6 separate regions of the Mus musculus genome follow, and all the other regions are linked to region 1. A link is a contact called in public HiChIP or PLAC-seq and promoter capture Hi-C data. All regions are on one chromosome and are shown on one strand. The core of a region is the stretch at or near the end of the contact, and the rest is flanking DNA. Distances in the headings are between cores, read along the strand shown. Region 1 holds the start of Cdc42ep4 (CDC42 effector protein (Rho GTPase binding) 4). Region 2 holds the start of Fdxr (ferredoxin reductase). Region 3 holds the start of Tmem104 (transmembrane protein 104). Region 4 holds the start of Slc9a3r1 (solute carrier family 9 (sodium/hydrogen exchanger), member 3 regulator 1). Region 5 holds the start of Gprc5c (G protein-coupled receptor, family C, group 5, member C). Region 6 holds the start of Kif19a (kinesin family member 19A).

The links. Promoter capture Hi-C pulls out the DNA fragments that hold promoters and counts their contacts. HiChIP or PLAC-seq counts read pairs in DNA pulled down with a chosen protein or histone mark.
Region 2: a promoter capture Hi-C map of liver shows a contact between it and region 1, with 4 times the contacts expected there. The contact joins the promoter of Fdxr here to the promoter of Cdc42ep4 in region 1. A contact is called at or near these places in 4 of 39 promoter capture datasets (embryonic stem cells, liver and pre-B cells) and 1 of 115 datasets of contacts at active chromatin or transcription factors (pancreatic cancer cells).
Region 3: a contact with region 1 is called in a promoter capture Hi-C map of liver, with 5 times the contacts expected there. The contact joins the promoter of Tmem104 here to the promoter of Cdc42ep4 in region 1. A contact is called at or near these places in 2 of 39 promoter capture datasets (liver and pre-B cells).
Region 4: an HNF4G HiChIP or PLAC-seq map of pancreatic cancer cells shows a contact between it and region 1. The contact joins the promoter of Slc9a3r1 here to the promoter of Cdc42ep4 in region 1. A contact is called at or near these places in 2 of 39 promoter capture datasets (both in liver), 1 of 484 Hi-C or Micro-C datasets (the N1E-115 cell line) and 1 of 115 datasets of contacts at active chromatin or transcription factors (pancreatic cancer cells).
Region 5: an H3K27ac HiChIP or PLAC-seq map of extraembryonic endoderm stem cells shows a contact between it and region 1, with 5 times the contacts expected there. The contact joins the promoter of Gprc5c here to the promoter of Cdc42ep4 in region 1. A contact is called at or near these places in 2 of 39 promoter capture datasets (cranial neural crest and liver), 2 of 484 Hi-C or Micro-C datasets (both in embryonic stem cells), 3 of 115 datasets of contacts at active chromatin or transcription factors (embryonic forebrain, extraembryonic endoderm stem cells and pancreatic cancer cells) and 1 of 9 other capture datasets (macrophages).
Region 6: a promoter capture Hi-C map of pre-B cells shows a contact between it and region 1, with 3 times the contacts expected there. The contact joins the promoter of Kif19a here to the promoter of Cdc42ep4 in region 1. A contact is called at or near these places in 2 of 39 promoter capture datasets (liver and pre-B cells) and 1 of 115 datasets of contacts at active chromatin or transcription factors (pancreatic cancer cells).

The regions. Positions count from the first base shown.
Region 1 is chr11:113,750,491-113,753,154 of GRCm38.p6, reverse strand. It overlaps Cdc42ep4 (CDC42 effector protein (Rho GTPase binding) 4), which reads left to right and starts at 1,340. Exons shown (of 2, transcript NM_001163346.1): 1 at 1,340-1,467.
Region 2 is chr11:115,275,623-115,278,286 of GRCm38.p6, reverse strand. Fdxr (ferredoxin reductase) reads left to right here and starts at 1,318. Exons shown (of 12, transcript NM_007997.1): 1 at 1,318-1,478; 2 at 2,105-2,208. The coding sequence starts at 1,400.
Region 3 is chr11:115,186,115-115,188,778 of GRCm38.p6, reverse strand. It overlaps Tmem104 (transmembrane protein 104), which reads right to left and starts at 1,292. Exons shown (of 10, transcript NM_001033393.2): 1 at 1,181-1,292; 2 at 457-569. The coding sequence starts at 501. Nat9 (N-acetyltransferase 9 (GCN5-related, putative)) reads left to right here and starts at 1,380. Exons shown (of 7, transcript NM_025400.4): 1 at 1,380-1,660; 2 at 1,942-2,030. The coding sequence starts at 1,954.
Region 4 is chr11:115,162,001-115,164,664 of GRCm38.p6, reverse strand. Slc9a3r1 (solute carrier family 9 (sodium/hydrogen exchanger), member 3 regulator 1) reads right to left here and starts at 1,324. Exons shown (of 6, transcript NM_012030.2): 1 at 714-1,324. The coding sequence starts at 1,139. Rab37 (RAB37, member RAS oncogene family) reads right to left here. Exons shown (of 9, transcript NM_021411.4): 9 at 2,425-2,664.
Region 5 is chr11:114,850,221-114,852,884 of GRCm38.p6, reverse strand. It overlaps Gprc5c (G protein-coupled receptor, family C, group 5, member C), which reads right to left and starts at 1,353. Exons shown (of 5, transcript NM_001110337.1): 1 at 999-1,353.
Region 6 is chr11:114,764,046-114,766,709 of GRCm38.p6, reverse strand. Kif19a (kinesin family member 19A) reads right to left here and starts at 1,321. Exons shown (of 20, transcript NM_001102615.1): 1 at 1,158-1,321. The coding sequence starts at 1,196.

The sequences.
Region 1 (2,664 bases), core at 91-2,590:
TGTTGTCTATTCTAAACCACATTTCTCTTTCATCTTGACAACCTCCAGGTGAGGGACCCATACAAGGACAGTCAGAGTAGGGGGAGGAGGTATAAATTCCCCATGGTAACCCAATCACGGTCAGAACCCCAGGGATATCCCCATCCCAAGTTACTTTGGACCCCGTGTTTTAGTTTCACTAATTTTGACATCTCTTTTGGTTGGTGGTGGTGCTGGGCTTGAATTGAACCAGCCTCGTGCTCCGCAGCCGGAACTGGACCCCTAGACCAGACACTGAACTTTTTTTTTTTTTTTTTTTTTTTTTTTTGGTTTTTTGAGACAGGGTTGTTTCTCTGTATAGCCCTGGCACTCACTTTGTAGACCAGGCTGGCCTCGAACTCAGAAATCTGCCTGCCTCTGCCTCCTGAGTGCTGGGATTAAAGGCGTGCACCACCACTGCCCAGCGACACTGACCTTTTAGGTTTGATTTTCACACAATATGGACAGTTTGAAGTTTTCATGGATAGACGGGGAGATGGGGGAGAGGTCGGGGATGGGGTGGGATCCTGAGAGACAGGGTTTCCAGAGGACAGTGAAGGAGCTGAGGGACCGTGAGGCAACTCTGGGGAAAAAGGAGGCTGAGGCCTACACCACCCCACCCCCACTTCCTTTAAGTAGTTAGGGAACTTTCACTTTGGGTTGGCTCCGTTTCCTCTTTATTGACTATTTCGCCCCTGGCTTTTATTGCTTTTAATGATCATTCATAGGTGGGGCTTCCTCTACCCAAGCACGCGGGATTTAATTCCGGGAGGTTCCCTGGGAGGGTACTTAAGAGCCCATGATCACCAGACAGAGCTATCAAAGCCAGGTCACCTTGCTGAAAAGTTCCTCCACTGCTCAGACCGGGTCTGGACTCGGGCGGACCTGCTTCTCCCGCCCTCCAGATGGAGAGGGAATCCACGGAGCCCAAGCTCCTGCTCGTGGTCCAGAAGTGGGTAACGTCCTGGAGGGAGTTGTTTTCTTACCATTGTTCAAAACTGGAAGAGCCAAGAGAGAGCTTCCCCTTGGTTCCTGGGGAGGGGATGTGCTCCTGTTTCTGCGGACCGCACGTCGGTTCCGCGGCAGAGCACTGGGGGCTGTGGGGCGCGACTCCTCAAAGCAAGACCTGCTCTGTCTACCCTACTAGGAGCTTGTGGGGGGCGTCTCAGGCTTTTAGATTTGAACCTGGGAGGCCAAGCAGCCGAGTTGAGTTCCGTGGCAGTCATTGGCTGCTGCGACGGAGTGACATCAGCGCGGAGGGAAATGGGAGGGAGGGCTGGGAGGAGCCTGGGAGGGGAGTGTCCTAGCTTCTAGCACACTCGGAGCCCCGGGAGCCAGAGGAAACAAACGCCGGCGCTGCCATGGGTCGCCAGCCTTGCCGAGGCGCCAAGCACACCGAGGGGAGCGTACAGCCGCACCTGGTCCGCGCTCGGGGAGCTGGGGACCGAGGTAGGCGACGAGCATCCGTTTGTGGCCCAGTGGCCGCGTGAGGCCTGGGTAGGCTCGAGACCCCTGGTGACGTGGAGAAGGTAGAAAGACCCGGGGATGGGGAAGATGAGGACCTAGGAGCAGGGCGCGCGCGCACACAAACACACCCCTCTGTGCCCAGCGTGGGTAGGCATGCCTGGGACCAGACCCAGAGTCACATACCGTGTCCCAGAAAATCATTTGCGGAGGAGGGGGTAACAACAGGGCTCAGCGTCGCCAGTACGCCCCGATCTGGCCACGGGGACTGTTCGGGGTGGGGTGAGTGGGCAGGTTTTAAAGGTCCACCCCCTCGCGCAGGAATGGGGTGTGTGTTGCCGTGGGCAGGCACACAACAATCGGCGGCGGTCGCCCCGAGGGGGGCGTGTGCGCACAGACTTCTCCATGAATAACCGCTGAGTTCGTCGGTAGTGGTAGAGGGGTGTACGCGTGCTCTCCCGTGTACACACACTGCTTTAGGCGCCACCCGGTGTCGCCCGGCCGGGGAGAAAGGAGGGCAAGAGCCGGCTGGAAGGCAATAGCCTAAAGAGCAAATACTCCCCGCCCGTCGGAGCCCTTCCTTCTCCCGCCCCGCCCGCCTCCCTTGGAAGACTTGGAGGCCAAGGCCGCAAGAGGCGCAGGGTGGGGCTGGGCCGAGCTGGCGGTCCCTTAGAAACCTGGGACGAGGCTTTACGCGGGGGGACCTGCGCGCGCGCCCGGTACGTCCGAAGCATGGGGCTCGAGGCTTTTTCAGGGGCGAGTAGGTAGCGGTTGGTTAATGATTTAACCGCTGGCTTGGGACGTTGAAGGCTGCGATCCTGATCTCTGGCTCCTCCCCATTCCTGGAGCGCCCCCAGCCGGAGGAACAAATCTGCCCTCCTGTGTCTGTGGCGTCGTCTGCTGGAGCTGCCTTTCCCCTTTGGGGGACCCCTGGTTGCTGTGGGTGAGTGTCCTAGACTGGCGGGGTGGATGGCGGTTGAGCTTCCTGGGAACAGACCGTAGGACTTGCGTGTGTGCCTGCGGGGGGAGGGGCGCTCCCTCTCTGTTAACTCAAACCAGGTTCCTTGTGTTTGCCCAATGAAATACTGCGGCCTGGGCTTCGGAAGTTTTCTTTTTCTCCCGGGGAGAATGAAAAGGAAATACAATGCTTTCTCTTTTCTTCTTGGCTGGGAACTTCTCCCT
Region 2 (2,664 bases), core at 69-2,568, 1.5 Mb before region 1:
AAACAAGTGGCATACTGTTTTGTGAGATCAGGTGCCACTCTGTATACAGCCCAGGCTAGCTTTGTACCTGAATTATGGAATAGAAGATTCAGCTAGGGGCGGGGCGGGGCGGGGCGAGGCAGGGGGCAGTTAAAACGTAGAGCAATTTTGTAAGTCCCTGGGTTCAATCTTCAACAAGAATAAACAAGAATCAGATGTTGTGAGGATGACAGGTTAGTCTTCCAAGAAGGAGAAGGACTCTCAGAGAAGCACTGGGCTTGTCTGGTTAGAGGTGACAATGGGTCCTGCCCTTATTTTAATTATATTTTTTGTGGTGTAATCGAAACCAGGATCATGTGCACATTAAGCATTCACCCTTCTTCAGGTCCTGTTCTTGTGTAGAAAACATGTGTGGGTCGGCTGGAGGGTAAAGTTGCTTGCCCTCAGCCTTAAATGAGTCTGAAACCCAGGAATTCACGTAGAGGAGGGAACCAACTCCTATAAGCTGTCCTCTGACTACCACACACCACGCGAACGCTGTGGCAAGTGTACACCGGCCCCCATAAATAATGTAATAAAATATATAAATGTTAGAAAAAACTTTTAAAAGATATTGATTTTAGGCTTTGCATCAATTTTCTTTTAAAACATGGAATATGAATGATTTACCTTGACTACTGAGCTTTTGGGTGCCCCCTAAGGTACGGTCTCACCCTGATCCCTGTACTGTCGGACCAGGGTCGAAGGTCGGGCTCTGGTCTCAGTGCCAGAGGGGGAACTTCTTCGCGTGTTTCCTCCCCCATCGTGGGAAGAGGGTGACTAGAAATAAGCTCTTGAGAGTTTAACACTTGTCCTTCTCTGACACGCACAAGTAGCTGTTTGAGGCTACATCAGTTCAACATCCAGACTTAAAAATCGAGGAGTCAAGAATAGCGGATACACGAGACTTCCGGGCTCTGGCCTTCTGATTGGCTGATACAAAAATCACTCAAACAACGACAACGGGGCATTGCGTCATCAGCGAGCGGCAAGCTTTACATAAAGTAAGCTCCTTTCCAATTGGCTCCCTTCTTCAAGAGCAACTGAAACAGCATAGGGGATTCGCGTTTCTTCAAATCTAGACTTCCGGCATCTGGAGGTACTAGGAAGACCGGAGAAATTTGATAAGCTTTTGAGGATTGGACGTTCTGGGGGCGGGGCCTTGGCGAGATGGGGGCATGGTTCTCTTTGGGGGCGTGGTTATTTCGGAAATCTTGGTGAAGTCTCCAAGTTGATGTTTCTAAGCAAGCGGGAGGCGAGGCTTGGGGCGGGGCTCCAGTGATGGGCGGGTCCAGAGGAGCGTCCTCGGCGGGCTGCTGGACCTGCGCTCAGCACTAGAGTCATTGCTAGCTCTTCCGCTTGCTGGTTGCACTTCTCAGCCATGGCTCCTCGCTGCTGGCACTGGTGGCGCTGGTCCGCGTGGTCTGGGCTTCGGCCGTCTCCCTCCAGGAGCACTCCGAGTAGGAGCAGGGCTCTTGGGGGCTGCACCAGGGCGAGGGGAGGCCTGTGATCAAGAGCGGGGGTCCGAGCAGAGCTGAGGCGGGGCTGGAGAGGGGCAAAGCTGAACGTGTCTGCTCTTGCGGGAGAAATGGGAGTGATGGAGAGGGGAGGATCTGTGCAAAGAGATGTAAGGCGTCCTGGGTAAGACAGCTCAGTAAAGGCTAAAAGGATAGACCATGAGGTCTTTATGTGTGATACGAGGTGAACGGAGGTGACAGGCAAATTCGAGGTGAGGAGATGAGCAATAGAGTTCTGTGGGGGAAAGAAGGGCTAGAAAAAAGCAAAATAGAAACGTGATGGGCATATGAAGACATGAGATCACATAAGGAACCTCTCAAGAAAGATAGTGCTGTGCAGGACAGCTTGGGGGATAAGGGGGTCTGGGGCAGATTATTTGTTATTGTTCATGGGTGAGACATGGGGTTCTGGATAAAGACAGCTCTGGCATTCAGATGAAATGGTGAAGCTTTGAGGAACGGAAAAAGGAAGATGCAGGTGAGGGTGAAGGCAAGGTGCAACTGGACAGAATTGGTTTGGGGTGGTAGGAGGGTGTTGGTTTGACCCTGCTGTCCCCTGCTCTACCTAGCCCCAGGCTTCTGCCAGAAGTTCTCCACACAGGAGAAGACCCCTCAGATCTGTGTGGTCGGCAGTGGCCCAGCTGGCTTCTACACAGCCCAACACTTGTTAAAGGTAAGCGAGGCACTCCTTCCAGGCTCCCTTCTTACCATTCATTTCTTGTCCCAATTCTGGGGGTAGGCTCCAGCCCTTTGGTTTGTCTGACAAGGAAGGGGCTTTTGACTAATGTAAGCTGTGTTCTTTCTAACTGATTCCACAGGTATAGCTGAGGCGCCCTAGGTCCTCAGCTGTGAGAGACATGCATTTGTTCCATGGATGGTGGTTGGGGACAGATGGGCAGCTGTCTTCTGCTTTGTAGGGAAGTCTTTTTCAGTCTAATGGGATGGCTTTCGCCTCCCCTTATCTTTACGCTTCTTTATCTCCAGCATTTTATATTTCAAGGCAATCTTGTCTGCAGCTTTGCGCCCTCCCCACGACCATTCTCTTCCACAAAGGCCAAGGTCTCAAAGCTTTCAGTATTAGTCTTGCCAGACAGGGCCTCAAGGTTGCCAGATGTACTGGAAACTCTGT
Region 3 (2,664 bases), core at 43-2,542, 1.4 Mb before region 1:
GTTAACTACTATTTGGCTTGATGCTCTCTGATAGGTGTCTAAAAGGAGAACTGGCCTGGAGAAACAGCTCAGCAGTTAAGAGTACCTGCTGCTCCTGCAGAGGACCCGAGTTCACTTCCAGCACTTACACTGAGCAGCATCCAACCATCGACAACTAACTCCAGGGCATCTGGTGCCCTCTTTTGGATTTGACAGGCATGCACATATCCATACGTAGACACATCATTTAAAATAAAAGCTTTAAAAAATTATAAACAAATGAGGAACGAGCCTGATATATAGAGTCTAGCTAAGACAGCTGAACCTGACTGGAGCTATGTGGAGTTTCCGTTGTGTTTTTCACCAGGGTCTATTTAAACCAGGGCCATAATTAGTATAGTCCACAGATAGCAGTGGGCTTCTCTAGAAACCAGGAGCATGGTGGTGAGCAGAACACATTTATGGAGAAGAACTCACATAAGGAGAATAGAGCTCTCCGGTCTCTGTGATCTCGCCTGCCATCTCCAGAGAGTGAGGAAGGGCTGGCCCAAGAGGTTACTTCTATGCAGTGGCAGCAGCAGCCGCAGCTCCTAAGACAAAAGAGTAGACTTTAGTTCTCTAACTGCAGAGATGAGACTGGGGGTGGGGGGTTTGCAGTCTGCCGCTTTCACCTGTAGCCCTTTTAACTCAGACACTTTGGTCTCCCTATCTGCCATGAGACAGCCTTGGTGGGACGCGGCTTCCTGGACCATGTCTTCTAACTTGATTTGCTATGCAAGGCACTTCTCGGTGCCTGGATGCTGCTCACACTCCAAGTGACTGAAGGGGCTTTCCGGGCCTCTAAGCCTCACTAACCATCACAGCCCCCTTTACCCTAAAGTGCTTACGTCCGTTTCATTATCTATGAGCTCACTACTACACAGGACAGCCCACACAGCTGTCTGCTTCTCCGCCCACAGCGGGAGTCAGCTTTTCCAAGGTCGCCCCTCCATCCTAACTCCTTGTCCCAAAGCCTCTTCTTTTAAATGGGGCCTCGCGCACCGACACCTGCCTTTTGCTTTGCCTTAGGGTTTCCCACCCTTAAGCCTCCCCTCTCTTCTCCAGAGCCGGTCCCTCAGTCTCCCCTTCCCCTCCCTTCCAGGTGAAACTCTAAAATTCACATCCATCTTCACCCTGTCCTGCCCTCCTGCCCGTCCCAGACCTGCAGCACAGCTAGCTTCCAGGCACAGTGGCCACCGCCTCCAGCTCTGCAGCTGCCACCCGGCACCAGCGGCCCCGCACCAGCGCCCGCTACGCGCACGCGCACGCTTCCCAGTCCCCCGTCCAAGCGAGCGCGTGGGGAGGGGCGCAGTGCGTTGATTGGATGCCTCGCGGGGGCGGGGCCGGGATTGGGCTTTGCGGCTGCCGTCTGCCTGGCGGAAGCGGACAGCAAGCCCCTCTACGCGCATGCGGAAAGCCTGTTTCTCCGGGACAGACGCTGACGCCTGTCGTTGGGGACGCCTTCCTCGGCAGGGGGTGGTTGTGAGCTTTGCAGTTTGCAAACTACAGCGCTTAGACGGCCGAGGAACCACGCAAAGGGCTGAGGCCTGAGAACTTTGAGTGGGGCTTGGGGACAGGAAAACGGAAGGGCCAGAGCCGAGTGACGTGGACTCTGGACGCTGGAGGCTAGGGTTGGAAACAGGTTAAAAAAAGGATTAACAGGTCATTTGGGGGTGGACGGGCATGTTGTGTAGGAATGGGCTGGAAACCGAGCCAGAACTTGGCCCCTGGGTGAGAGCCCAGATGTATTGACCACTTCGGCTCTTTCTCTTACAAGAGTTTTAGAATCCCCGTTCTTTCACGTAGTTGTGAGGGGAAGGCAGGACGCTCTTCTGTCAACATAGCTCCACTGCTACAGAAAGAGTTCCACCCTGCGTGGGAAGACACTATGGGGGCTCTGAAGTCTTTAACTCTCCCCACTAGTAGGCAGCTACAATGAAGCTGAATCAGAACACCATGCTAGTGGGCAAGAAGGTGGTCCTGGTACCCTACACCTCCGAGCATGTGCCCAGGTAACTAACTCATTACCCGACTGGTTGTAGCGTGGAGGGCAATTGGAAACAGGGTGCCTTAATCTAGGAGCCTGTCTTGTTTAACAAACGTCACTTGTGTGGTGCTGTACACCTTTGATTCTGGCCCAACACTTGGGAGACAGAGGCAGGTCCATCTCTTCCGTGAGATTGAGGCTAGCCTGGGCAATATAATAAGTTCCAGGCCAGCTAGGGATACTTAATGAGACTGTGACTCAAAGTGGGGGGTTGGGGGTGGGAATTACATGCAGGAGGAATAAAGCTGAAGTGGAGGGCTCATTTTTCATTTATTTTCCTTGTCATCCATCTCTCTGCTTTCTTTTTGGCTTTTCAATGAGGGATTACATCATCTAGATGTGTGTGTAACAAAAAAACAAAGCCATGTCTTCTTCCCTCGTTCTAAATTACTTATGGCGTTCCCTGGTATCCTCTGGAGACTTAACGTGTGCTTGTCCCAGATGTTGAATTCATTATTTTGATGCCTACTGTTTAAAGGCCAGAAGTGAGATTCAGGGACTCTTTGTGAGGTTAGTTGGCAAACATCTGACAGATTGAGAAGCTGGCTCTGTAGGGGACAATAGTTTTGCATTGGGGAGATCTGTCACCCTGCCTTGTA
Region 4 (2,664 bases), core at 75-2,574, 1.4 Mb before region 1:
AGCGAGCGCTTACTCCTCACATTCCAGAGGACCATAAATCCTCCGGGGTGGCAGAGCCACCACCCCCAAGACGCTTCTGCACCTCCTCCCGGCACCCCACCCCCACCCCTAGCTCCGAGACGTTGAGACTTCCTCTCTTTCTTAGAAGTCACTTTAGTCTTGAGAAGGATGAAGTCCAACCGGTGTGAGTTAATGATGCACAAACTAGAGGACCCAGGATGTGGGTAGGGCTGAAGGGGTCCTCCCAGGGACCCTTAGTTATTCAGCCTTTAAGCCACTTTGAGCTACCATCCACAGGGACTGAAGAGAAGAGAGTAGAAAGAGGGAGGGAGGGAGGGAGATGCGGGGGGTGGTGGGGAGAGCTCTTAGCTTAGCTGTAGGCAAGGATAACCCAGGAATGAGTCCGGGTTGTGGGGCGGAATCCAAGGAATGGGAGCAGAGAAGGGGACTGGGTTTCTTTGCGCCGTCTTCGCAAAGTTCAAGCAGTCAGGAGATGCAGGCGGCAAAGGAGCTCCGCTCCCCAGCCAGCCCGGACAGGGCGGTGGGGTCGCTGGTCGCACTCCGAAGCTCGCCTTAGAAACTGCGAAGGCTCCGGGACAGAGGGCAGAAGCCGTTTCCTCCTCGCTGCTCGAGTTTCAGAAAGTGCTTGGAAGTCCGGGGTGCCCGAGTCTCTCTAGAATCCTAGTCCTACACCAAGCCCAACCCGCACTTACCAAGTGGCTCTTTTCGGCCTCATTCTGGTCCCCAGCCTCATGAGTGTCGGCGGCCGCTGGAGGCTCGGCTTGTTCGGACTTCTCCTGGGGGCGCAGCAGCTCTTCCCGGATCGAGACGCCCAGCTTCTTGAGACGCTCGTCGGTCTCCGGGTCGACCACCAGCAGGCGCACGGCGTTCAGCGCTGCGCGGATGCGGCTCACCACCTGCTGATGCGTCTCCTTCTCCACATTCTCACCGTTCACCTCCACCAATCGGTCTCCAGCCAACAACCCCGACTTCTCGGCCGGCGAGCCAGGTTCTACCAGACGGATAAACTGGCCCACCTTGCCCTTCTCCCCGTGCAGGTGGAAGCCGTAGCCATTTGGACCCTTCTCCAGGCAGCAGAGCCGGGGCAGAGGCTCCCCGGCCGCTGCGTCCGCGCTCATCTTGTTCTGCGAAGGCTCAGCGCGGGTGCCGTCGGAGGCCGGGGACTCACGACCTTTCTCCCCGAGCCGCAGAGCTCGAGTTGGGAGCTGAGCACCGCACGGGGCACAGGGAACAGGTGTCCCGGGAACCGCGGTTGCGAACGCACAGGAAGGGAGCCGGCCAATCCCCGCCCTGCGCGGCGTCTGAGCGTTCCAGAACCCGCCCCAGCTCCTAAACCCGAGGGCGGGGCCGCGCGGTGGGTGTGGATCACAGTAGACCAATCAGAAATCACGAACCGGGCTCTTGCGCCAGGGTGAACAAATCTAACCAATCAGGAGAGTGGGGCGTGGCCTGCACTCGGCGCGGCACCCCGCAGCGGGAGAAGAAAAGAGAGCCCAGGAAGTGGAAGTGTTTGTTACCAAGTGCGGAGTTGGGCTGATCGGGCGGGGCCGAGGCCGGGGCTGGGGCGGGGTTCCAGGTACTGAGCCCAGAGGCCCCACGGGCTCCGCTCTGGTTTCCACGTTGTGGAGGGGGATTTAGAAGAGCTAGTCTCTGGGTAAAGGATTCTCAACGCTTTAACCGCCTTGAGCCAAAGCCTGTTGCATAGCTTGGCCCGAGAGAGGGGAGCGACAGTTGCTGGGGAAACCACCCCATGCTCCCCCACACTCACTCCTCCCCCTCCCCAGAGCCAACTTAAGAACCGGACGGATGTCTTCTGTAACACAGTAACACTGTAACAGGGTAACTGTAACAGAATAACTCCGGAGTAGAGTTGTTTAAATAACAAAGTTTCTTCTTGTGGAGCCGCCCCTCTATCCCTGGACATGCATATAGACAGAGGTTTGGGCTCTGATCCCTTCTAGAAACTTGTAGGGCTTGGTAGAGACTGAGGCTCCTTGCAGCCCACCTGGAAGACAGGCTGTCTGAGAACAGATAAATGAATAATAAATAAAGGGCTTAGTTTTGGCAGTAGCCTTTAGCCACGGAGAGAGGGCGGGTGAGACAGCTAGGTAGTCAATCTCAGGATTCACTTCAGAGGGAATGGAAGACTGGCTTTGTTCAACAGAAAAATGACTTGGATTGTGAGATAAGCATTCCAGCTCCCTCTTGCCAGCGCAGATGTGGCCACAGAGGCTGGGGGTGGGGGAGGGTAGTCAGTTAAGGGTAAGTTGAACCTATGAGGACGCCAATGGGTGAAGATGGAATGATTCGGACATTGGGTAACAGTTTCCCACAACGTGCCACGTAACAAACTCTCTAACACGATCCTCCTTCTGGGAATAAACAGAGGGGGAAAAACCGGTCAGAGTATATTTTCCAAAATACTGCAATTTAATTCTGGAAAAACAGAAATGCCAGAGGCCCAGAGCTATGTATGTGACTAGAGCTCCAGCAATCAGCTCAGAGCCCCAGAAGAGAACCCGGAGCCCAGGCTCCTCCCTGATCTTCCTATGAGAGGTCACAGAGAGTTTCCTTATCAACCCAAGTTTAGAGTGCTGACTTTGCTCTGGGAGCAAGATTTCTGCCTTGAAAGCAAATATAGTA
Region 5 (2,664 bases), core at 104-2,603, 1.1 Mb before region 1:
GAACTTTGTAAGTGCAAACGTGTGGGCGCGAAGTAGAAACGGAAAGCGCTCTGGAAAAACCAGGGGTGAATAAGGGGTGGGACCCAGAACATAGGCCTCTACACGGAGAAGCGCCGTAGGCCTCTGAAATTCCAAACTTCCCGCGGAGAGATCCTGAGCCTTCACCTCCCTATTCCAACTGGACTGTGTCAACACTCTACGCCCCTGAAAGTTCGAACCGAAAGAGCAAAGGACCAGGCTCTCTGTCCCTAATCCCTCTGGTCACAGAAACCTGCCCTCCCCACGCACTGCCGCGAAATAAGGAAAGGAAGCCAACCTACAGTCACAGTCGACCGTAGCCTCCCACTACGAGAGTGGATAGAGGAACAGCTCTCCGACACTAAGATCCCTTGCGGAACACCCCCGGCCGCAGAACCTGGCTTCCCCGAGCCATTAAATCCCCAGCTGGCTCGGGTTTGGAAACTTTCTGCGAACTTGTAGAGTGGGTGCATCGTCACCCACCCCTTGGGTTTTCACCGGGGGCCTCGGCCCTCTCCCTTTCCCAGCCAGCTGGACCCAGCCCTTCCTGCGGGCCGATGGCTAGGGCGGAGCGCCGAGGCAGCAGCCCTTACCTGGGACGCGCAGCCAGCCCGCTCCGGCGCCGCGCTCAGAGCCAACTTCGGCCCCAGGCAGGGCGCCGGCGGGCGTAGGAGGGACTCAAAGCAGGGCGCGGGGCCAGAGCCCGTTCAGGCGGGGGGTGACCAGGCCTGAGCAAAGGTGCGGGGGCCTGCCTCCCAGGGACCCCCGACTGAGCACTGAGCTAAGCGCGCTCAGTGGCTCGCTCTCCCGCCCGCCTCCCCAGGCACAGTGCTCCCCTCTCTCGGCCAGGGTGGGCCGGGCTGCATCACCGTGACATCACCTCCATTCCCGGCGCTCCTCCGGGGCCAGCAGCGCTCCAGGTACGAGCAATCCTAATCCCCAGTAACAAAGCGCGCCCGGCCCTGCCCCCTCCGACTCACCTCCAGGCTCGGCCGACGCGCACTTTCGGGTTGGGAAAGGCGATCGGAGTTTCTGGCCAAACTGACTAGTGGGTTGTTGCTGTTTACTGCCACGCCCCCGCACGCGGGCGCGCGCGCACTTGCGCGTACTCACTTTCTGGATTCGCCTTTCTCTCCCGAAAGAGGTTCGGGGTGCAGCTCAGTACACCCCTAGGCTGCATCTCCCAGCGATCGCACGCACCCACAGACTCACGGTGGCCACCTTGGCGCGTCTACCCGTGACAGACACCCAACCTTTGTCACTTTCGTCCTGGCTTTCCCATGAGACACATGCCTGGCACAGTTCGCTGCTCCGGGCTGGAGCGAGGAACACACTAGGACACAAAGTCCGTCTTTGTCACGGCTCCGCGCCCCCTCCCCTAGCGAGCTTGCACACGTGGACACAGCGCACACGGAGCGTCCTCCTCTTTCGTGCGTGATCCTTCCCGAAGAGCCCAGTCTCCAAGATCACGAGGGAATGTCACGGCGCACGTCCCTAAATCTGTGGACTGAGTCCAGAACCCCTGCGGGCTGTTGGCCGGAGTCTTTGTCGGCCTGACTACCCCACGCCCGAGTTTCTTACAACGCGGGCTCCCCTCCCCGCGTCCCGGTTCCCTGTGGTGACCTGTCCTAATTAGCCTCTCAGTTTTGTTCCCGAGGTAGTGTTTAACAGGATCCCTGTGGTCTGTGCGCTCCTGGCCACGTTGTTGCTGACTCTAAGTCCAGCCTCTCCCGAAGTCTGAAGACCTTTCCACGAATTCAGATTCCCCTGAACCACACCCCCACTCCCTGCCCGGGCGGATCCACCCTTTCTCCTCCAGCCCCGGGAATCTGCTGAAAAGAAACCGCAGAAATAGGGAAGCGAATCCCAGCTGAGGCCTATCTGGCCCAGTAAACAAGAGATTTTTTTCTTTCCGGCCACTTTCTCTGGGGACCTGGGATCCCGCGGGAGTGAGTTGTGCTGTCTTTGGAGCACTGAGTGGGTCTGGTTGCATTGCGCTGTATCCCCGTAGGGGACAAGTCGCAAGAGCAAGGGAGAGGTTGTTGGGCCTGACAGGGGCCTTGGGGACTCTGGGGGAGGGCAGGGAGTCGGGTCTCAGGGTGCGGGTTCTCGCGACGCCGAGTTGCCTGGGGGATCGCCAGGAGCGCGGTCGGAGCCAGCCGGTGGCTGGGCAGGCTGCAGGGCGTGTTTGCTCAATCCTGGGCTCCCGCGAGGAGGGGGGGGGGGCGGGGGGGCGGGAGGGGGGAGGCAGCTGGTCACAGGCGAGGGGATAGCCAGGTGGAGGAGGTCAGGGAGCTAGTGACCCGTACCTCCCCGACTGGCTGTGTGTTTGAGTACCTCCATCTATGACAACCTGGAGTCTAAACTCAATGAATCACCCGGAGTTGCCGGAGCGATAAAACCTTCGGCCGGTTCCTCCTCACCGCTCTGTTCTTTTCTGACTCTAGGAGGAATGTTTATTTAAGGGGGGTGTGGGGGGGAGAAGCCTGTGGGGCCCAGACTTTCTAGAACCCTGAATCCTTTCCTGTGCCCTGTAGTTTCTGTCAGGTCTGGGGAATGTGGCAAAGCTCGAACTATTTCAGTGGGTGGCTGCTGTGGGGGTACCCGCTCCCATTCCTAAATCCACCTCCCAACCCAAGGTTAGAG
Region 6 (2,664 bases), core at 72-2,571, 1.0 Mb before region 1:
TTGTCCTTCCAGCAACTTGTGGCTGCATCCTAACACTCCCAGGAAGTGTTACCAAGGGCTTCTCTGTTCTCTATTTCCTGGCCACTTAGAGATAGATATGTCTCCCTCCAAAATAAAACCAGAGTCAGGGATTGGGGAGAATTTCTTCTGCTGAGCAAAAGGAGGTGCCTGGATACTGAGTGGACCTCAAGGACCCTCAGTTCCTTTCATCCACACAGACTGTCCTATTGCCTTTATCAGCCTCCTCCCTGGATACGCCTCCTTGGTGAAAGGAGGGTCTTTGTCCCTGCCCTAATGACAATGAATATTCTTGGAGCAAACTCTTTCAAAGAGGCCATTCTCACTGTCAGAGAGGGTGCCACCGAGTCTGGAACTGGCTCCTAGGGCTGAATCCAAGCTTCCCTGTGCAGAAACAGGTTCTCGGGCATTTCGGTAGTGATGCTCTGCCTGCTGGGGCAGAAGGACCATTTCCACAGATCATAGGTTAAGGCTAGGGACTGGGAAGAAGGCTGTGAAAGAGAGAGGAGAGATCTCCACCTATCCTACAACCTGAGTAGCACCAAGGCTTCTCTTTGTGGCTCCAGCTTCCACCACGGATAGTCAAGAATCTCTCTTTGGTCTCTACCTACCCTTACTCCTTCCCATGTGGCTATTCTTCCCAGGCCAGTAGACCCTGGGACTATCCAGGTGGCTTCTAGCATTTCTCTGAAGTATCTGGAGTCCTGATTTGGACAGAGCCTGAGGCACAGCCCATAACTAACTGCTCCTCAGACTTGGTGCTGGCTCCCCCTATTTCGGGGGCTTTTGTCTTTCTATCTGTGGCTCCATCTTCCTTTAAAGCAAGACCTGGCTGGGTTTAAGCCCTCTGATTCGCTAGAGAATCCCAGCTTCCTTCTCAGGCAATAGTTGAGACCTCTCTTGGGTCTTGACCTCTGAGTCTTGGCCCAAAGAAGGCTGAACTTGGGCAGGGGAAGTGGGGTGCTAACTTCCTAACCCCAGGAAGTGCCACCATCCCTTCTGGCCACTGAGAACTTGGGTAGTTGTTCTGCACAGTCCCAGACTCCCATCTCTTGCTCTCAGTGGTCACTATGTTTGAGGCTGTCAAGTCTCAGGTTTGGTGGAGGGGAACCAAGCAGGAGCTTGATAAGGGGTCTCACCATGAGTTGCTGGTCCTTTGAGTCACCGCTGTCCTTCATGATTGCGGTAGGTAAAGAGCCTCAGGCCGCGACAGCTGGCATGGCTGAGACGCACCTCCACTATGGTCACCTCCTCGGATCGCTCTTCCGCCTCCGCTGCTGCCTGACAACCCGAAACCAACAACGCGCCTGCCGCCCGAGCGCTGACCAGGAGGCGGGGCCAGGAGGGCCTGGCCGGCTCCGCCCCGCCCCCTGTGCTGCCCCGCCCCCTATGCTCGCTCCGCCTTCTGCGCTCTGCCCCCTGAACTTTGGTGAGCAGGACGCCTCCACGCAGGACACCCCCGGCCCCCTTGCGCTTCTGTTGCAGCTATTGCTGCTTGTCCCGAGGTTTTCTGTCAGTACGAGTGGTCACCGGTCTGAGCGTCTCGACCTCCTCCCGGCCTAGCGGCGTCCGTTTGGTGGCCCCTCCGCACACACCCGTGCCCAGGCTCGAGGCTCCTGGCTGTGTCTTCTGCGCTCCCGACACCGGCCTGGCACGCGACTAGCTGGGCAGAAGCAACCTTGCCTGTGGCTACGATCTTCTGCTGCTCGCTTGACTGTTACTGGGCGTCTCCAGGGCGCGCCTAGCAGCCTCAAGTTTCCAGGAGTAATGCTGGCTTCGCAGCGGTGGAGGCCAGTGCCTAGGGTGTGGGTAGCTGCACCCATTGTCCAGAGGAAGAGAGGATGAGGGAGTGAGAAGGTGGGTGAAAAGCTGGCCTGCACCCTTTTGGCACCTGGCTAAGTAAAGTGTATAGACACACTAGCAAACCAAGCCTGAAGTCAGAATGAATGGATTTGGCCTGCCTGCCAGAGTAGCACCACCCAGGAGAGTCCACCTGTCCCCTCAGGTTGCATTTGGCCTAGGTTAGCTATGGATGTGGCTCGACACAAAATCATAAGCTTACTTAAAATAATCCGAGGGTCCGCCAGATGGCTTGCCCTGTCAGGGAGCTTGCAAGCTCACTACCTGAGTTCAGTTCCTGAGACCCACATGTGTAAAAGGCCAGACCTGACACCCAAATGTTGTCCTCTGATCACCACATGGACTCCCTAGTACATGTGCATAATATATAAATGTAAATTTTTTAAAGTATGAATGGGGGCGGCAATGCTGGAGAGACAGTTCATGAGGTACTCTCTCTCTCTCTCTCTCTCTCTCTCTCACACACACACACACACATCATTAAAAATAACTCTTTTATGACAAGTTTCTTGAATTTTTTTTTAAGACAGTTTTTTCTCTGTGTAGCCCTGGCTGTTCTGAAAGACCATCCTGGCTTCCAACTCACAAGATCCCCCTGACTCTGTCTCCCAAGTGCTGGGATTAAAGGCCTGTGCTACCGTCCCCTGGCTTTTTTGTTTGTTTGTTTTTTCTGGGTTGGGGGAGTTTCTTGAAAATTAAACAAACAAACAAACAAACAAACAAACAAAACCAAAAGTGGGTTACACAGTTCTCCATTGTGAATTTCGCAGGTGAGATCACTTTGCG